Linked DNA regions of Mus musculus: region 2 is linked to region 1. The links are chromatin contacts, called in public Micro-C maps. All regions are on one chromosome and are shown on one strand. The core of a region is the stretch at or near the end of the contact, and the rest is flanking DNA. Distances in the headings are between cores, read along the strand shown.

The links. Hi-C and Micro-C count contacts between places; a contact is called where the count stands out from the background.
Region 2: a contact with region 1 is called in a Micro-C map of embryonic stem cells, with 2.5 times the contacts expected there. The contact joins the promoter of Cds1 here to the promoter of Nkx6-1 in region 1. A contact is called at or near these places in 1 of 39 promoter capture datasets (embryonic stem cells), 8 of 484 Hi-C or Micro-C datasets (B cells, LSK cells, embryonic stem cells and 2 more), 2 of 115 datasets of contacts at active chromatin or transcription factors (embryonic stem cells and microglia) and 1 of 9 other capture datasets (pancreatic islet).

What each region holds. Positions count from the first base shown.
Region 1 is chr5:101,660,010-101,667,251 of GRCm38.p6, forward strand. Nkx6-1 (NK6 homeobox 1) reads right to left here and starts at 4,702. Exons shown (of 3, transcript NM_144955.2): 1 at 3,553-4,702; 2 at 1,825-1,997. The coding sequence starts at 4,225.
Region 2 is chr5:101,761,476-101,768,717 of GRCm38.p6, forward strand. It overlaps Cds1 (CDP-diacylglycerol synthase 1), which reads left to right and starts at 3,655. Exons shown (of 13, transcript NM_173370.3): 1 at 3,655-4,014. The coding sequence starts at 3,898. It overlaps Gm42134, which reads right to left and starts at 3,788. Exons shown (of 6, transcript XR_880489.2): 1 at 3,495-3,788; 2 at 2,333-2,397. It overlaps 9430085M18Rik (a long non-coding RNA gene), which reads left to right. Exons shown (of 3, transcript XR_001785073.2): 3 at 1,176-1,756.

The DNA.
Region 1 (7,242 bases), core at 3,452-5,951:
TTTGTAGATTAAGAAGTTTTAAACAACTACAGTGGGCTGTGATTCGTACGGAAAACCTCAGCATTAAAGTCAGTTCTCTCCACTCTGTTTCTCACTCTTGGACACTAGACTGTTTACTTATTTCAGGCCCGAATCCGTGCTAACTTTGGTGGTAAATACTCCTCTCCTCTCCACCAAACTTAAGGTGTGTGTGATCTGAAGTTTTCTAGATATAATGAAAATTTCAATATACCCGTAGCAACAATCGCAGAGGCATGAAAATATTTAAGATCTGAGCCAGAATTATCATCATGCTGGGGAAGATGCTTTGACCATCTTTCCCCGCCCTCAAGGTTACTCATAAAACCAAAGCTGAAACATCACCATTTGCTGTTTTTTAAAATAGAAAAGTTTCGGAGTTGTGTTATTTTCTGTTACAATATTGCCTTTTTTCCCCAAACATTAGCGGCATGTTGCTGCTGCCTAAGACATTTATTTGAAATACAGATATGTTCAACCTGTTCATGATATTTGACATGGGTCTGACACATGCGTTTTAATCTGAAGAATTGCTGTAAACAACCATCTTTCTGAAGATGTTGAATTTCCCTCCTTTTATGCCTCTCATCTGTTATGTATTTTTCCCGAAAATCAGAATTGTTAAGAAAGTGATTTTCTTTATATTGCTATAATAATTCACTTCTAGCCATACGGACATATTTATGGTGACAAATGAACACCCTCAGATTAAGGTGGTAGGCTCTCTAGCCACCCACTGCAAAAATAATTTTGAATGTGATGGTTTTCTAATGGCCACATGAAAAGTCTCAGCTGAAATATATTGTGTGCCACTTGGCTAGCAAGAAAGTAAACCTGCAGTGGAAGATTTAATGATATCGCTCCTTAATGAGCAACAATATAACTAAAGAAAGCAGACACCCCCCCCCATGCACATCCAGAGAGAGAGAGAGAGAGAGAGAGAGGGGGAGGGAGAGAGAGAGAGAGGACAAAAGAGACCAGAGAAAACTAGGAAACCAACATACTGAATTTACCCAGCCGGCTCAATATTATTTTCAGGGGCAGATTTCTAAAATCTGGTTCCCTAGAAATGCACTATACAACTCAATTATAAGCAGAGTGACATCTTAATTACAAATTGTTGTCATAAGCTGCAGTATCTTAATTTTGCGAATAAACTTGCTTTAAACGGAATTCAATCTTATTCAATACACTAATAATCTTGTCGGCTCATTTGCAAAATTACTATTCCAAACAATCATTTTTATCTGAGCCAAAAAGCAAGTTTTATCGCTGTTAAGTTCCACTGAATTCTTCTCTCTCTCTCTCTCTCTCTCTCTCTCTCTCTCTCTCTCTCTCTCTCTCTCTCTCATCTACAAATCACTATAGAAGCGCTGTACTGCTGATCCCCGATAAGAAATTTTATATCTAACTAGGGCCTGAATTGACAAACAATGGCTTGAGTGTCTTTACAAATAAAGCAAACCGAGCTTTCTAATCGGCTCTATCTGTTCTCCGGGATATTCCTTAATGCTTTTATTCTCTGATAAAGGCGCGTTTTCCCAGCACAGGCTGCTGTCTAGATTAGCCTAATTTCTAAGGCGGGACTTGATATCTTTTGTTCACCAATAGTTTGCCTCCAAAAGACTCCAGGGCCTGGGCAACCCCCAACTCTCTCCCCGCTCCCCACTTCTCCCCAGGCTCCTCGGTGCGCACCCCCACCCATCTCAGCCCAATTTGTTAGTTTAGTAAGGGGAAAAATACTGACTCAGACGTTCGTGCACGTGCGAAGGAAGCCATCCCAGGAGGTGTCAAAGGTCCACTCACCTTGACCTGACTCTCCGTCATCCCCAGAGAATAGGCCAAGCGTGCTCTCTCTGGTCCTGCCAAGTACTTCGTTTGTTCGAAAGTCTTCTCCAGGGCGAAGATTTGCTGTCCAGAGAACGTGGGTCTGGTGTGTTTTCTCTTCCCATCTTTGTCCAACAAAATGGATCCTTGATCTGCGAGGACCGACAACAAGAGGAAGGAAGAAACAACTCGTTACCGTGCTCCACGGGAGGCGGGAGAGGGGAGCGAATTAGCAAAACTGTGCTTTGATAGCAAAAGAGCAACAATCCTTGATCTGTGTCCTGCGCCACCCCTGCGCTACCTTTTGCCAGCTACTTTTCTCCAACCAAGGTACGGTTGGTGTAGCAATAAATACTTTGTGCTTAACCATCGTGCCAATGGCTAGGGAGGCCACTGCTAAAGAGTACAGGGCAGAAAGGGGACACCCTCCTACACTAAGCAGGAGAGCATGAGAAAGGCCACCCTCGCCTCCCCATGTCAGTCTCTGAGCAGATAAGTGGTTTGGTGTGAAGGTAAACTAACTTTTTAAATTTTATATTTTGTTTTGTTTTCCTTGGCCACTTCCCTAACCTGTGCTGAGCAATAAAGGGCTCCTTGTATTTTGAGCACTTTAGGACATAACTCTTAAAGTTTGAGGCCCTTACGGGCTGGAGAAGAGACCAGAGGAGACACAGGTCTGGCAATCCCTACAATCAAGGATACAATAGTGTCTCTCAGACATTTCAATAGCTCTGAGGAATCGCCTTCCCACATAGAGCCTGACATAGTTTCCCGTTAGTCAAGTTACTGCCGCTAAATCTCAGGCAAGGAGGTCCAGAGAACCTGGACTGACTTCAGGGACTTGGTCGTCAGCAAAGAACAGAGTTGAGCCGGGCCCTGGGCGCCACCTGGGGGGAGGGGGGAAGGAGCCTTCTATCTAGGAGCTGTGACCCACTAGCCAGAATTGTCTGTCCAGACCTTGGGACAGCTGAATTGACCCAGAGCGTTTGGAGGCTACATTTTACTGGTCTGTGTCCTGCACATGTATATTTCTCATCATGTCCTCTCTTGAGTTAGTCTGTTGAGTGTCAATGCCCCTTCAGTGACCAGGGCCCTGGGATTCAGGAGTAGGGAAGACCCGGGTCCATCAATGACAACAGCCTAGTTCTGGGAACCGCTGGCACAGGTCATTCTGGACAAGTGCACTGGGAGTGGGCGAGGGAGCTGGGAGAAAAGGTGAGCTGGAGACAACCAGGGAGGGTGTGTGCAAGCAAAAGTCTGCTTTTCTCGAGGAGGTAGATAGCCAGCTGCCTTGCCTACCCTCGCGGGTTTGCCGAAAACAAGGGTCAGACTACTGAAGGAACGGGCGAGCATGGCAGGAAGGAGCCAGAAAGGAAGGGGTGCGGAGGCCTTTTCCCGCTTTCCATCCATCTGACCCAGAGCTGGCCAGGTTCAAGAACAGCCCAGACAGAAGCTCGCTTGCTGCGCTGTGTTCTGTCCAGACGCATTCTCGTTGGTGGAGCCCAGGCCTGCATGAGCCTCGGCGAGCCCAGGAAAGCGCGAGTCCCTCGCTCGCCTGCAGGGGCCCAGCCAACGGCGTGCTGTCCCGGAACTTCCAAACTAGTGTGGCGGCCAGGAGACTGACCGCCCGCAGGGGCACTGTGTGCTTCACGACCCGAGAGCAGACTTAGAAGGCAGGGACCCACCCTCCCCTCCCATAGTACTCACGGGGGGTACAGGCAAGGCGCGCGTCCCTCCACGGCGGACTCTGCATCACTCCGGGCCAGAAGATGGGCGTCCGACCGGGCAGCTCGGCCAGGGGCTTGGGGTACCGGCCCACGGCGGCCACAGCCGCGGCGCTGGGGCTAAAGTAGAGCCCGGGCGGCGGTGGCGGAGGGCTCAGGCTGCTGAAGCGGGGCAGGCCGGCCAGCAGCCCAGCGGGCGACGAGGCGGCAGCGGCGGCAGCAGCAGCGGCGGCGGCGGCCGCCGCAGAGGCCGAGGTGGCGGAGGCGGACGAGGAGGAGGAGGAGGAAGACCCGGAGGGCGAGGCGGAGGGCAGGGCGGCCCCCGAGGCCACCGGCATAGAGGGCCGGCTCAGGATGTCGTTGATGCCGTGTGGGGTGGCCGCCGAAAGCTGCTGCGGGGGACTGCCCAGGGACGAGAGGCCCCCCGCGGCCGGGGGCTTCAAGCCGCCCGGGTTATGTGAGCCCAAAGGTGGGGAGGGCGACGAGGACGAGGAGGACGAGGACGAGGAGGAGGGGGGCCCGGTGGGCAGCGGGGGATAAGCGGCGGGGTAGAGCGGGGTCTTCATCTCGGCCATACTGTGCAGGGCGGCCAGGGGCGGGCTGCTGAGCAGGAACGCGCTCTGCCGAGGGCCCTCCATCGCCCCCACAGCTAACATCCCACAGCCAGACCCGAACCCGCAGCCACGCAGGTCGGTGGCCCCGCCGGGGCTCGGGAGAACCCGAGGTGCCGGGGGCGCGCGCAAGCGAAGTGTGGATCGGCCGCGGGCTCCGGGAGCTGCGCAGCAAAAATGTCCAAACGCCCCGCGGGAGGCGGCAGGGGCGAGGGCTGCGGGGGCGCGGGCGGGCTCAGCGCTTCCTCGGCTTCGGGAGTCCCGGATTCGATCCCAGGCGCTGGTCCCTCGTTCCCGGCTCAGAGCGCTCTGCTTCTCATCTTCTCCACCCCCGCGGGAAATCAGCAAGACGTACCCCGCAGCCGACCCAGAGAGTTTGCAACAAGGTTGGGAGGCGCGGAGCGTTCGCTTTGATGTAGGAGGGCGGGGGCCGGCTCGCTCGCCTGGGGGAGCTTCAAAGCGGGCGGCGTTCCGCCCGGTGCGCGCCTCTGATCTCGCTCGGACGCTCCGCTCTCCCGGCGGCCGCGCTGCTGAGTCGCACTCACCGCTCGCCCGGGGGACAGAGCACAAACGGCCGGCGCGGGTATCGCGCCCGCCACTGCCTCGGGCCCGGCGTTACTGCGCCAGAAAGGGCAGTCAGTGACACCGCTCCGGCGGCTGGGGACTTGGTGCGCCCACGAGCCTACTTCCCCTCCGAGCCACGCGGCGCCGGACTAGCCGGATCGAAAAGGATAAAAGAAAATAAACCTAAGTATGGAAAAAGTCTGACGGGCCGGTTCCGATCGTCCGTCCTCTTCTGCAAGCCGGCCGGGAGACCCCCCCCCGTCCCACCCCCTGGCGCCCTCTCTTCCTCTCACTCTCCGCCTTTCTCTTGCCTCTCTGGCATTTCTCCTTGGCTTTCCAGGCTTGGCTCTTCCAAGCCCTGTCCTCTGGCCAAACTGACCCTCTCGGCGGCTCTTCCCTTCTCTCCTCTCTCCCTCTGGGCCTGACAGTTCGGATGAAGCTCTCAAAGGTAATAAAATATTTGCACCCCTCCCTGCCTCTCTTTAGCTGGGGGACGCAAGGGAGGGGAGGTGGGGGGCCAAAATGAGAACTTTCGAGGACGTCATTCCGGGGCGGCTCGGCGGGGCGGGACTGAGGAGCGGGGCCCGGGTCCTGGGCGTAAACACCGCCTCCAATAGCGCTCAGCTTGGGCAAGGCGTCGCTCCTAGAACACGCCCACCTGGGAGCGCCACACCTTTTGATTGGCTGAGACTAGGGAGCCATAAGGACGCGCCCTCCTAGTCCCCGCCCCAGCTTCACTTGGGCGGAGCCAAGAGGGGAGGGGCCTGGCGAAAAGAGTGGTTCCAGTCTAGAGCCAGCGGCCGGCTCAACTAATCGTGCAAAATAAAATGGAAAGGAGAAGGAGGGAGCAGGGACGAAGAGGGCATTACTTTTTAAAGAGAGGAATAATGAAAATCCAGCCCTTCTATGGAAAAGCAGTTTAAGTGCGGCTCTTCCGCCCACGCCAGCTCGCGTCATCCTCCCCCAGCTCGCGCGCGGCGCCCACCTCCAACGGTGTCTGGACCCTTGCGAAAAGGGAGCTAATGGAGCAGGCAGGAGGCATATCCCAGGCCGACTTCCTTCTTTTGAAGGGATTAATTAAAGGCCCTCTGGGCTCTTCCAGAATCGTGTAAATTGATTTGTTGTTCCTTAAGCCCGTAGATGTTTTTAAACCCCTCGCAGGCCTAAGGGTCACCCTTCACCATCTTTCCGTCTCCTGCTCTTTTCTGTTCTTTCTCCGTTCTTGTCTTCGCTCTCCCACTCCCTAGATCATTATCACTTATGAGGGGGCTCAGTACTCTGGGGATGAAATCAGCTTAATGAGAATATTTATCTCCTGCGTGGTGTCTAAACCTAACAGAAATGAGATAATTATTTTTTTAAAATCCTCCCTCTATTATTATTAGTTGGATTTATGAGGCAGGATCACTAAAATTCACAGGACAACTTTAGATAGAGGAATACCTCGGGGGAAGACAGGTAACTGTTGGAAAGTCTGGTCAAGCTCTCAACTCGGGTAGTTGAGTAAACTAGAGACGACCGACTTCTAGGCTGACATTGGGAGCGATGGTCAAAAGGGCTTTGCTCCCTCTGGCCGATCTTTAAGGTCTGCTCAGGGTTGACCAAAACCAAGGAAAAAACCTCTTTGGTCGATCTTGAGAAATCGGGCAGTTGATACACCAGTGGGGGGGGGGGGGGCGGGAAGTGTCACAGCAGAGATTTGCATCATATTATTGAGTCCAAATTTAAGGTTCAGAAAACAGAAATAGGCGATAAATGACCCAGGAATTAAAACTGAGCAGCGCCAGGGAGTTTGACTCTGAATGTCAAGCAGGAGGCCTTAAACTGGTCGGTCCCCTTACTTCTCCAAAGCTTGAGTGTTGTCAACTTGAGGTTGAGTTTGACGTGTGAGAGTAAAGCCTAGGGGTTAATCATCGCCTGCTCCTTTCATTCGCTCAGAGTCGGGGGTGGGGAAGATGATATTTGTCTTCCTCTGGCTTTCCCATCTTTATTAACTTCAAGACTTGGTTATTGCCATCATTCCGTAGAGTTTAGATCTGACCCTGGAAAAGGTGGGGCTCTGCACGGGTGGGAGATATGCTAAGCGGCCTGCCAGTCTCTAGGCTCCGGGGAGAGCTAAAGTGGGTGCTGTCTGCGCTTCCACGCCAGCCCTCTGCTACCTAAACCCGAGAAGAGCAGCCAGCCAATTTCGTGAAGCGGACAGTGGCGGGCAAGCCCCGGCTCTGTTTCTGCCGCTGGAATTTCAATGCCTCTGGCTTCCTCACAAACTACTCTCACTCGGACCCAGCATTTCCTCCGTGGCACACGATCAGCCAGAGCTCGAATTTTGGGCCTCCTGCGATCTGCTCATGTCCACCGGGAAAGGGACTAGGTAGGAACCGAGAAAACCGAACCTAAGTGTATTGGAAGTTCTTTCCTCAAAAGTAGCTATCTTTGTAGTTACTGTAATGGGGAATGGGTTGGTAAATTGATCGGTTTTTTTTTCTATTGAGAATTTA
Region 2 (7,242 bases), core at 2,405-4,904, 100 kb after region 1:
TACTTCTGCCAACGAGAAGACCACACTGCCTGAGGCTTTCAAGTAGTGCCGCTCCCTGGTGATCAAGCTTTCAAATCTACAAGCCTATGGGGGCTGTTCTTTTGCAAAGGCTTTTGAAGGGATCACTGCAAGTTTAGATGAGTAAAGTTCATTAAAACTATATATACATATTTATATCCTGGATTACACACATTATGTTTCTTTTCTTTTTTTGGTGAGCAGTTGATCATATGATTTCCTGTGGCTTTTTTTTTTCTTTTGCCACCTACATGGTTATTTAACCTCCCTCCCTCTGCCTGCCCGTGTTTACCTCCTTCTCTCTTAAATCGGAAATGCTTACTTCCAACTTATAGAGAGAGCTGAAAGGGATGTCGCTGAAGCTGGGGTTGAGTCACAGAAGCTATAGGAAGAGTATCCAGGCAACCAGAAGCACTTGGCAAGGCAGAGGTTTTCTTCCCTTGGCAAGCTGGGAATGGTACTGCCAAGTACCTCAGAACCTTCGTTGTGGAAAGCAAGCTCAGATTCTCACCTAAGAGAGGGACTTGCCCCAGTCTGGGTACCTTGGGAGGCAGTTCTAGGGGTAGGGTAGCAGGTGACTGCCTCACCTGCTCCTGTCATTGTGAGTGATTGGGTAAGTTAAACCCAAACTAAGATAGATACCACATAACTAACAAACTGAGACAGATACCAGATAAATAACAAACTAAGACAGATACCATATAAATAACAAACTAAGATAGATACCATATAAATAAAAAAACTAAGATAGATACCATATAAACAACAACATCACTCCTTGTTTCCACACTCCTCAGCAAACCCCTTGCTAAAAGCTAAGAAATTCCAAGCCCACTGTAGTGGAAACTCTTCAAACTAGCCAAGAAGTGTGTCTTGGCCCAGTGTCTCCCATGTACTCCGGGATTCCTGGAGCCCTCTGGCAGAGCAAACTGTAGTAAAACTGACAGAGGAGGCTTGGGAGTCATTAAATGTCAGATTTGTGTCATCGACCACAGATGCAATACGTGAAGAAAAATGAAAGATGGAAAGAAAAAGGTGGTGGTGGGGAGACACTGAGAAAAGTCTGCAAACACAGGGTGTGGTGGTGTGATACTTTCTAGGTAAATATAAAATCATTACTAGAACTTCTTTCAACACATGTTAATCTCTTTTTACAGGTAAAGTGAAAACTGAAGAAAAGCAGATACCTATATGAATTAGCCAGAGTTCTTTAGAGACACAGCACTGATTGAATGAATCTACCTATTATCTATTTACCTATCTATCTATTTACCTATCTATCTATCTATCTATCTACCTACCTACCTACCTACCTACCTACCTATCATACCTATCTATCATCAGTCTACATATCTACTTAAATGAAATTTATTCGAGTTGGCTTACAGGTTGCATTCTGAATATTCCAACAATGACTGTCTCCTGATGGGAAGTCCACCCATACAAAAGTCATCCAGATCATGAGGCTGGAAGTCTCAGCTGGTCTCCAGTATACCCAGGAATTCCAAAGAAGTGGGTTCTGATACAGTGAAGAAAGGGAACTTGCCATGGAGGGCAAGGGCAAGCAAGCAAGCAAACAGCTCACTTTTTCCATGTTCTTTATGGAGGCTGCTACCAGAGTGTGTGACCCAGATTTCAGGTGGGTCTTCCTACCTCAAATGATCCAGTCGAGAAAAAAATCCCTCACAGGGTTTTAGTTAATTCCAGATGTAGTCAAGTTAACAACCAAGAATAGTTACATCGCACCATGTAAGTCAAAACATAAAACACAAAGCATAAAGGCCAAATAATTTCCCATCAGGCTATAGATCTCCACCCATTTGTTTCTTCATTCACTTCTTCAACAAGCACTGCTGACTGTTCTGAGGGTAGGGGCTGGCTCTGTGGCAAGCCTGTGGTTCCATTGATCATTCAGTGAGCATCAATAACTATAATGAAGACAAAAATAAATCACCATCTCAGCTGAACTACAGGGAGTGGCAAACTTCAGGAAGGGTGGGAGCACGGTGATGGCTCTGTTCTCTCCCTCCTCCCTGGGTGGAGGAGTACTACTTCTTCTGTTACTCTGACTGACTTCTCCGGTTTCCTCTTGCCTCAGCAGGCTTTCCTCCTCTACCACCCCAAAGGGAGAAGAAAGAAAAGGAAGAAAACCTAGAGGTTGTCTGTGGGAGGGAGAGGGAGGGAGGGAGAAGTGCTGAGCTACCTCCCTGTGCCTGTGAGTCTGACACTGACACCTCTGACACAAGCACCAGAACAGCTAAAAGAGAGGCTAACCTCCTTGTTATTCCTTTCACTGATGGGGACATAGGCTTACCTGCTTACTAGAGGCCATGGAGATAATTGGCACCACGGGGGTTAGAACACTGGCTCCTCAACTTCCTGGAAGAAAGTTGAAAGGAACTCTGGTCCTTTCTGCTGGGTAGGATCAACAGCCAGAGCCAACCCATTCCAGCCTCTGTGGTCCCCACCCCTTACTCCCCCACCCCCCACCCCCACGGTCATTTTATCTTTGTATCCAGAAGTACTTTTTCTCTGGCCCTCCAAAACAATGTAGATCAATTGACCTAATTACTAGCAGTCTTCCGTTCCTTATGGAAAACCCACACCACGTCCATCTCATATCTTCCATTAGTTTTAAATGATATTTATCTATTTATATGTGTGGGTGTCAGCGTGGAGATCAGAGGACAGCTTTCTGGAGGCAGTTCTCTATGTCCATCATGTTGGGGATTGAATTCCGGTTATCAGTTTTGGCTGCAAGTGTCTCTCTACCTGAGTCTACTGTTTTTCATTGCATCCTCCTCTGACGTTTGGTTTTGCTGGTTAGTTATGAGGCTTTAAGGACAACATATTACTTATTTTTAGTAATGACCTGATAAATTGTTGATTTATTACAATAAAGGTGCTCCTCTGTCTGGTTTGTGTGAATTACGGATGTGTGTCTTTGGCCTTTAAGGACCAGCTCGCAAATATGTGTGAAAAAACCCCCTAAGCACCTGCTAACAGGATTAGACTAGAGTTAAACCAGATCATGTGTCCATCCTGTTCCACCTTTAGCGTCCCAAGGTCCTTGTCTTTCAGAGAGGTACCCCGCAGCGGCGCCCTAGGGCATCAAAGGCTGTCTGTGGATCCTATGGTAGAAACTCTCTGAGAGACTCAAAACCCCGAGTTTCCCCAGTACAGAACCTGGGTACGATATTGAAACTGTTGGCCAACTCATCCCCAGGCACCAGGGAGGTTAAGCACTGGCTGGAACGCAGAGCCAACGGGTCTGTCCTGCCCAGCAAGTTTCTGCTTGGGGACGCCTGCGACGCTCCGCCACGCTGCGGCGTGTCAAGCAGGGCCGAGTCCCTTGGAGGAGTCAGTTGAACTCCGCCTGACATCCCTGCGCCAAGGAGGACTTCCCGGCGGCGCCCAGGCTCGCCCCCGCGTTCCTCCGTCCCTGGCTCGTCCCTCGTCCTCGGCCGTTCGCGTACCTTTCCGTGCCCCCACCTGCCCAGGGAGCCGGGGCAGGGCCCGAGCATTGACGTCATCGCCCGGGGCGGGGCCTCGGGCACCGCAGTGCAGCGCGGAGGGGCGAGCGGGGCGGGGCCTGCGGCGCGTGACCGCGCTGCGGGAGCTCGGCGGCGGGAAGGTGGGGCGGGCCGGGTGGCGCGGTCGCGAGGCGCGAGGGAGGGCCGTGCTGCTCCTCCGCCCCCTGGGGCCAGTGCGTGGAACGGCGCACCTGGCAACGGCGCCGCGTCCCCGCCCGCGCCGGTCCGCACACCCTGCCGGCGGCCTCGAGCGCTCGCTCGTTGATGCCGTTCTGGGGGTGACCCGGCGCGGCTCCGCGGTGGCGGGGCGCTAGACGACGCCAGCCCAGCGACGCGGGAGCGGGACATGCTGGAGCTGCGGCACCGCGGGGGCTGCCCCGGCCCTGGGGGAGCGGGGGCGCCGCCACCCCGCGAGGGAGAGGCGGCCGGCGGTGACCACGAAACCGAGAGCACCAGCGACAAAGTGAGTGAGTGCGGCGGGGCCGGGCCGCGCCCCTGGAGCGGGCGTGTCGTGGGGGGTCCTGCTCGTCCTCTGTCCCGGGGCGTGCGCGGCCGGGCCGCCGTTCCGGAACCGGACTGCACTCTAGCTTCTTTCCCGGATCTCCTGGTTCTGGGGTCAGGATGGAACCCGTCCCCGCAGGCGCTCTGGCTGTCTAGTGGCTGTCACCTCTCTCGCCTTTCCTTGGTAGGGCGACAAAGTTGGGAGTAAACTTAAGACGGGCACCTTGGGTCCTAGCCTGTCATTGGAGCCTGGCGCAGACCGGCTTCTGGAGCTCCTCCAAGCTGCGCTTTCGTTTCTCTGTTCTTTTTTTCTGGCTGATAGATTTCGGAGGGTTGAGGCTGTCATATATGGGGAACATGTAAGTGCGCCTCAAACCAGGCAGTTGTCCCATCGGTGGATTTCATTTAACCGAACAGGCTAATTCCAGACTTTTAGCACGCCACTCCTCCCCCGCTTTAAAATAGATGAACTTTGCTTCATATTTTAAAATATGCGGATATGTACGGTCACTATTATAATTGAAGCTAGGAAGAGTCAAACGTTTAGGTGTGTTTTCTGATAAACCAGTGCCAGTAAGAACTTAGGAGGAAAAATAATAAAAGTTTTATGGCTGCATGAGCTTGGTAGATTATGAAATTGGGCCAGAGAATAGATTTGCTATACGAGTTTGCTTACAGAATTCCTCTTCGCTTGAGAGACTCAAAACTTTTGAATCATTCTTGGATTTCTGTTTTGTGGAATGTAGTGTGGTGGTATCTGCCGTCATCCCAGCACTTGGGGGTAGGTGTGGAGGCAAGGACTGCCAAGATCATTCTCAGCTTTGTAGTCAGCTCAAGGTTGGCCCGGGGCTCAAACAGACACAAAAGACAGACAACCCAAATGGACTTGCGTTGCCCAAGGTCAAGTTCTCTGCCTTTTGGTAGTGGAACTAACTTCTCTGTTTTCTGTCTTTTGCCTTTTGCTGTTCTGACGCTCTCTGGCAGTGTGACTGAGGGGGAAGTTCCTCCCAAAACTTACACAGATGAACTTGATAGAGCTTGAGTTACAAATCTGTGCTGCCGCAACAATATGGTTAGCAATAAATACGTGATTTTAGAACCACAGCTTCTTCCCTGTTCCTGATGGATAGGGAGTTAAGATGAGAGTCTGGGAAACATTTGTGCTGCCGAGGAGTGACACAGAATAAACACACTTTCCAGCTGTGGAAGGTTGAAAAACGGAAAGCCATGGGCTGAGAGCAGCTCCGTGAAGAGTGCCTTGGAAACCAGACCCAAAATAGAATTAATTAGGTTGGGATTTTGTTTTAGCCCTGGTATCCTTTAGAATCAAGGAAATACCAGCCTCCTCATGTCGACTTCCTTAACTGGAGGAAGCTAACGAGCTTTTATTAAGAAAAAACATGTTCTGGAAATGGGGAAACGGCGCACAAACCGGCTTTTGAGTGTAACGTCTTATTTTTAAGCACCAGGATGTATTTAAATTAGGAACAGCTTCTGTGGTGTCTTGACTCATTAGCCTGATCCCTCGGTGACTTGCTTACCCCACCGGCTTGTTTGTTTGTTTGTAAATGCTGCACTGCTGGCTGTCACTGAGTCGGTCTCACATCTCGGTGGATGTGGCTTTTCCAAATGCAGTGTGTTGCATCTGCGACTGGTTTTGTCAATGTTTCTTAGAAGAGGGTGAGCATGTTCAAACTGTGCTGAAATATCCCTGTGGTTCTGGAGTCCCTTCTCAAGGAGCCCTTGACTTTCAGAGCCTTCAGACTCTGAGCTGCATCCTCTCTGTGTCCTTTCTTATCAGGGTGTGTATTTGAACACACCTATATTTCCAGGTCAAGGGCTATTTTTAAGTCAGCTGCCATCGTTGGAGGCTGGTTAATATTTGGTCCATCGAAACTCTTAAGTGTTGTTAAGTTTAAGAGCCAGTTTAAAAAAAAAAAACCACACCTTTAGAAATTAATGCAGGAATTGAAGGACTACCTCACATCCTGCTTACTCCGAACTTCTATGCCTTGCCATTTTGTAGCCTTTATAATGGTCTGGTTGATGGGACATTTCTATTGTTCACGACCCTGAGACTTCTGCCCAGACAAGGCTCTGTGTGCTCCAGAGAATTAGCATGTGAAATAGTGCTTCATCTCTGCAGGGGAATGCTCTAGGACTTGAAACACCCAAGTAGTACTTGACCAAGAACAAGGGCCCGTCTCAGCCTACTACCCACCCTGGAGCCATGTGTGGGCAGCTTTCAGTAGACAGCCGTGAAGGCCTTGTTAGCATAGAGGGCTCGAATGGACATGGAGACTGTAGGGGAAGCTCTAAGGAGGACTTGAGTGTTGAACTCGGAAGTGAAGATGCCTGGGAGGTCAGTCAAGTGGACAGGGGTTAGGACTGGTTAGGGCAGGGTGTTCTAGTCAGAAGGCACTCAGAAGTGCCTCCCAACTCAGCATTCTAGAGACAGAACACAGAAATTAGAAACCCCAGACTATAAACTGCTGGGTTGGGAGGCAAGGTTGAACTCTTGAGAGCCTTGAGGCCTTTGGCATTCCTCTTTACTCAATGGACTCTGAGAAGCTGTGTTGTTGGTTTGGTTATTGGTTTCCGAGGAAGTCGAGTTTCCAGTGGAGTCCCAGCTGACCTGGAACCCACCTTCCTCCTCCTCCTGACTTTGCCTCTCCAGTGCTGGCATGACATGTGTGTCACCACACCAAGCTCTACACTGGAAAGTTCTGCAGCAGCATCTATACATAGCTCAAGAGCAGTGGTCCAGAAAGTACTGGAAGGGGCAACCCCGGGAAGGGTGTTGCGGAGCCCACCATGGGAATTGATGGGGTTACTAGTTAGTCTAGGGGAGATGGTGTCCAACACTGGAGAGAGCCATGCTGGTGGATGCCCTACCAGGGTGCTCGTGTTTAGACTCATGAAAGAGTGTCCATGTTAGAAAAGAGCCAGGGATGTAAGGAGTAGCCAAGTCATGGAGGGTCCTGGGCTCTGAGAGAGGAAGGGTTGCTTAGAAGGTGCCATCAGAGGTACTTTAGAATGACAGCTAAGATGTGTGAAGAATTTAGCCAGAGAGCTTAATGGGAACCAGACTTTCTGCTGTGAAAGGCCGAGGAACACGGGTGGTAGTTGGGAAGCGGAAGGCAGTTCAGACAGGAGGACCTTGCCCTCAAGGCCCAGGTAGCCATGCAGA